Regions from separate parts of the Hordeum vulgare genome. Here region 1 is linked to region 2. Evidence: chromatin contacts called from public Hi-C data. All regions are on one chromosome and are shown on one strand. The core of a region is the stretch at or near the end of the contact, and the rest is flanking DNA. Distances in the headings are between cores, read along the strand shown.

Region 1 (2,700 bases), core at 85-2,584, 140 kb after region 2:
TTATAAGAGCATCTCTAGTAGAACCCTCAAACCCTTAAATCTAAAACCAGTTTTAAGGATTGAGAATTGACCATTTTTGACACTTTTAAGGGTTGAAAAATAGGGGCAAAGACTAGAACCCTCAAACCCAACCCTTATAACGGAATATTCCGTTATAAGGGTTGGGTTTGAGGGTTCTAGTCTTTGCCCCAACCCCAACCCTTAAAACTGTCATTTGGCATTGCACAATTTTCAGTAGAAAAACATAATAAACCTTCAAACAAACAATTTGACATAGCACAATTTGGCATAGCAGATTTAAAAGCCAACTAATCAAGAATAGGCATGTTCCTAGGATTGAAGGTAATCAATTATGTACTGATTCTGACAAATCTGATAGATTAACACTTGTTTGCAGATATTTGGCCTGATGCAGAGCATGACCACTGATTGATCTGAACAGAAAGTGACTTAAACAACATGCATTTGGTGGCAACATGTCCAGCATGATCAAATATTCAGATTGGCAGAATGAAATCGACAGTTTTCAGGGAGAATCACTGGAATTCACCACGCCATACTAAAAGCTGCAGCTGTCATTTTGGTGCCACTGCAAGCAAACGGAAACCTGAAGGCTTTGAACTTCTGAATAAGCATTTCCACTAGCAGATAGAAAGCCCAACACCGAACATGTTCCGAGATGGCATAATGAAACGGCTTCTGTGATCCACCCACCAGTAATACTTCTTGCAACGAGGCGCAATGCTTCAGACATCAGTAATGAACCTGAACGCCGCGCCTGCACCATCGGATACTAGCAGCAGCAGTTGGATGATCCACGACTGCAGGACGGGGGTGGGGGCGGGGGCGGGCGGGGCGGGAGCAGCGGCGGCCGGGGCGGGCGGGGGCGCGACGGCGGGAGGAGCTGGGGAGGCGGAGGGCGGCGGGGCGCGGCGGGGCGACGGCCGGGGCGCGGGGGGCGGCGGGGCGGCGGCCGGAGCGCGGAGGGCGGCGGGCTGGCGGTGGCCACTGCGGCTTCCTCCCGCGCGGGGGAACCAACTACCTCCCGCGCGATGTGGGAAAATGAGTGCGGGTTGGGAGGAGTTTTTCCTCCCAACCCTCACTTCTACACGCTGGGAAGGGTTTTGAGGGTTGGACCTTTAATTTTTTTACGATTTTAATGATTTAAGGGTTCTATTTTAAAAGTTTAAGGGTTTAAGGGCTACTAGAGATGCTCTAACAAACTCTAAATACAAATGGAGCCGGGACCAGCCAAAGGACGTATCAGTTTGTCTTGTCCGGATACGAATTCCGTCAATCCATTTCCCATCTGAACTGCCGGACCCACACGCACTGGTTTCTCATCCATCTTCCATCCATTCGATTCGGCGGCCACTCCGCAAAACCCCCACTGGCAATGGCGCTCTCCTACTCGCTCGCCGGCACCCGAGCAGCCTCCCCCTCCCTCCCCTCCTTCCCCTTACTCCGCCGCCGCAACCACCACCGTCTGCCGCCCCTTGCCACAACCGCGCTCCAGCTCCCTTCCACCCAGCGATGGCGCCGCTCGCTCCGCTTCTGCGCCTCCTCCCCCTCCTCGTCGCCCCCGCCGCCCGTGCCATCCGAGGACGAGGAGCCCATGGACTACGAGGTAGTGTGATATGGCATCGACTTACATTTTAACAGATTGTTTTCCATGCTAGCGCGGTTCCGAGTTCTCTCACAGAATGTGCAAACTGCGCGCCTCAAGAGCAAAACATTCGTTTCACATATGCTTTGTTTGAATAAATTGGTATACAATGTAAGATTATTCATTATTGCCTCCCCGTGAAAGAAATATAGGATCACTGCCAAAATAAACATGGCAACAAAACCCGAAGAACCTGCCTTTAGGTCAGCTGTTGATCTGAGCTTCGGTTGGTCAGCCTCTAAATGCATCTCGCACAAAATCACTTATATGAATGAACACTATAATTGGCTAATAAACAGGTTCGGTCAAAACATGGCTGCAGTAAATAGCATGTTACATAAATTCTACATATTGCTGGTAAGTGCACTGCAATATGTAGTTCCGAAAAATGAAAACGAATGTAGAAGCATTTTTTTTTCCTTCACTTTGGTTGCTATTTCCTGACATCTCCAAGTTTATGAAATGCTAGCTTGATAGTAGTCATTTTACTCTGGTTCTGCGGCAACTACTAGCAAGTTGGAACATCATACTTTTCTGAGGGAGGAGTACCATATGGTTTTGCAAATCTCTCCTTTGTTCCAAAATCGACTCCTAATGCAGAATAATAATAGATTCATGTAACCACTAGTCCACTAGAATTATATTATATCCATTAGATCAAACTTAACTAAAATATTAACACTTTGATCTAAAATGCTCAAGTTTCTTTGGTTAGGTACCTTTAAGTTTAAGTGATGGAAGTCTATAAGATCATCCGTAATGTTCTTCTTATGGAAACTCACATTTGTATGCCACCTTTCTGAGACTATAGAAATAGTTTGGGAATGGTTTCTTTAGTGTTATTTTTTCGAGAAAACGCAAAGAGCCTTGCGTTTCTTTGTATTGAAAAGAAGGGAGATTACATCCTCCTAAGAGGTGGTTACAACATTGTTACATGGTGGTTTAGTGGACATCCCAGGATGGGGGCAAGACTACCCTAAGCCCTTTGTCCCCGGCTCTAGCCCAGCACCTAATCTTATATTTGATCCTATTCA
Region 2 (2,700 bases), core at 58-2,557:
AGCGGACGTAGATCCATGCTAGGATATGGCTGCACCACCGCCGTCGCCCACCACCCACAAGCATCACCCAGCCCCAAGGTTTCCAAAGCGGCGCCTTCAAGAAGGGAATGACGCCGTGAGCGTCGCCGCCCTCCAACAAAGTTAGGACTTTCGCCAGGGAGACCTAGGGGAAGGGGAAGTGAGGGGATCAGTCCATGCCGACGCTTCCAAGGAGGGGAACGACGCCCTCAGGCGTCGCCGTCGACGCGGCCGGTCAGGGATTTCGTCCGAACTAGATCCCCGTCACCAGCAGCGCCTCCTGTACAGAACCGGCGACCCAAAGAAGCGCGGCCCGACCAGGCTAGTTCGCACGCCGGACATGGGAGGAGGGGATGCGCCAGATCGCGCGCACCGACCACCGCAGAAGCCGCCGTCGGCCTCCAACGACCACTGAATCCCGCCGCTCGTGCGGCTCGGACGCCAGATCCACCGCCCGCACGGCTGCTAGCTTGCCGTGCCTCGTCCATGAAGCCGCCGCTCCAGATCCAAAGTTTCCCATGCAGAGGCAGGGCAGCCAAGGCCCCGCCGCCACGATCCTTGGCGCCCCGGGCTTGCCCGGCGGCTGCCTCACGCGACGGCGAGGAAGGGAGGGGGAGGGAGTTGGGTGGCTAGGGTTGGGAGGGGGAGGGATGGGGAGTTATGCTAATTTGGTCTGCCCCGGGCTTGCCCGTTTATCTATGTTGTGCTAGTAACTTCACCACTTCAACAAGGTTACTAAATGATATGTGTTACATGTAACCAAATACCACACACTCTACATCTACCTAGAAGATGCCATCAACTAAACACCATGCGTGCCCCCCTCTCCGTGCAATATTTTTTTTATAAAAGGGGCGAGTCAGGCTGCAAGTGGACCCGGGCGAGAAACACGATATAAATACCCCACCCTCGTGAGAATCAACCCGACTTGCGTGAAACACAAAACTGTGGTGCAAATCCATGGGGAGCTTCATTCCACGGCCGTCGTCGCGGTCAAAACCGTGGTGCTACCCCGGGAGACCAATGAACCCAGCACGATCCCGTGAGCAAGACAAGTGCGTTGCTTCCTCGTCAAACTTCGCCACGTACCGCCCACAGCAAAGCCAAACTGAATCTATGAATACCGGGTAACGACGACACATTCTACCAATACCATTTCCGGGCAAGAAGTTGTTGCTTCGCGTTCACATGTTTCTCAGAAAGAATTGACCTGAATTCTTTAGGTTCCTTTTCCGGGGGCCGCCAAAGCCTATAGAACGTCAGACGGGCTGGGCCGGTAGGCTTACACACCAACCTGAAGTTAAGCCCGGTCCATCGAGGGCGTCCGGTCGTCAAGGTCACCCCGTCCACCACCATCCCACCAGACCACGCTAAACCCTATTCCTGTTTCCCCTCGCCGCCAGCCCGCCACCGCCGCGATGTCGTCGGAGCCCGCGCCCGCCTCTGCCTCCACGGAGGAGCTCGAGGCTGACCTGTCCGCCGCGACCATCAGCAAGAAGCAGCTAAAGAAGGACGCGCGGAAGGCGGAGAAGGCCGGGAAGGCGTCGCAGCGCCAGCAGCAGCAGCAGCCGCAGGCGGAGGAGGCCGACCCCTTCGCGGCCAACTACGGCGATGTCCCCGTCGAGGAGATCCAGTCCAAGGTCATCTCCGGCAGGACCTGGACCGACATCGGCGACCTCGACGAGGCCGCCGCGGGCCGCTCCGTGCTCATCCGCGGCTCCGCGCAGACGCTGCGCCCCGTCAGCAAGAAGATGGCCTTCGTCGTGCTGCGCCAGAGCATGAGCACCGTGCAGTGCGTCCTCGTCGCCAGCCCCGACGCCGGCGTCAGCACGCAGATGGTGCGCTTCGCCACCTCCCTCAGCAAGGAGAGCATCGTCGATGTCGAGGGCATCGTCACCCTCCCCAAGGAGCCCCTCAAGGCCACAACACAGCAGGTCAGTCATGTGGGCCATTTTGCTTGTTTCTCGTCATCGGTAGCAACCATCATTCGCATTGTTAGATGGTGGTTTTGTAACCTTCCTTATTCGATTCGAATTGTTGTCGCCTAATTTAGAATGTGAAGTGCATGCTCATTACAATTTCTGTTTGTTTGTGTGTTATAGTGTGCCTACCTCATCAATTGTTTGTGTGTTCGCTTTGACGGGCAGGTTGAGATCCAGGTTAGGAAGGTCTACTGCATCAATAGGGCGATCCCCACACTTCCGATCAACCTTGAGGATGCGGCCCGTAGTGAAGCAGAATTCGACAAGGCTGAACAAGTACGTCCGTTGCAAATTCTTTTCATTCGCCTTCTTCCTCTTTGCAGGAGGTCCCAGCTTTTGCTCTATGATTCTTATCCTTGCCATGGTTACAGAATGGAGAGAAGCTGGTACGAGTTCTTCAGGACACACGCTTGAACTATCGAGCTATCGATCTACGGACACCTGCGAATCAAGCAATCTTCCGCATCCAATGCCATGTTGAGAACGTGAGTATTATTAGTCCTTGTTTATACCGACCGACTGTTACCATTCATGCAGTAAGGCATGCTGCTGTAACAAATAGCATGTTCTGTTACGGCTAGCACCGCGTGCGCTGTTATTATTATTATTATATAAAAGAAGGTCCGGTCACCTGTCATTCTTTCATCTTAGTATCTCCATCTACCAGCAAAAGGCATCTTGCACAAACCTGTATTTAACA

Evidence for each region. A called contact is a pair of places that touch in the nucleus more often than the background predicts.
Region 1: a Hi-C map of leaf shows a contact between it and region 2, with 3 times the contacts expected there. The contact joins the promoter of LOC123395545 here to the promoter of LOC123451957 in region 2. A contact is called at or near these places in 3 of 6 Hi-C or Micro-C datasets (leaf and seedling) and 1 of 1 datasets of contacts at active chromatin or transcription factors (embryo).

What each region holds. Positions count from the first base shown.
Region 1 is chr5H:347,073,005-347,075,704 of MorexV3_pseudomolecules_assembly, forward strand. LOC123395545 (sodium/proton antiporter 2) reads left to right here and starts at 1,335. Exons shown (of 10, transcript XM_045090557.1): 1 at 1,335-1,627. The coding sequence starts at 1,397.
Region 2 is chr5H:346,936,797-346,939,496 of MorexV3_pseudomolecules_assembly, forward strand. It overlaps LOC123451957 (aspartate--tRNA ligase 2, cytoplasmic), which reads left to right and starts at 1,308. Exons shown (of 10, transcript XM_045128527.1): 1 at 1,308-1,952; 2 at 2,166-2,276; 3 at 2,372-2,485. The coding sequence starts at 1,437.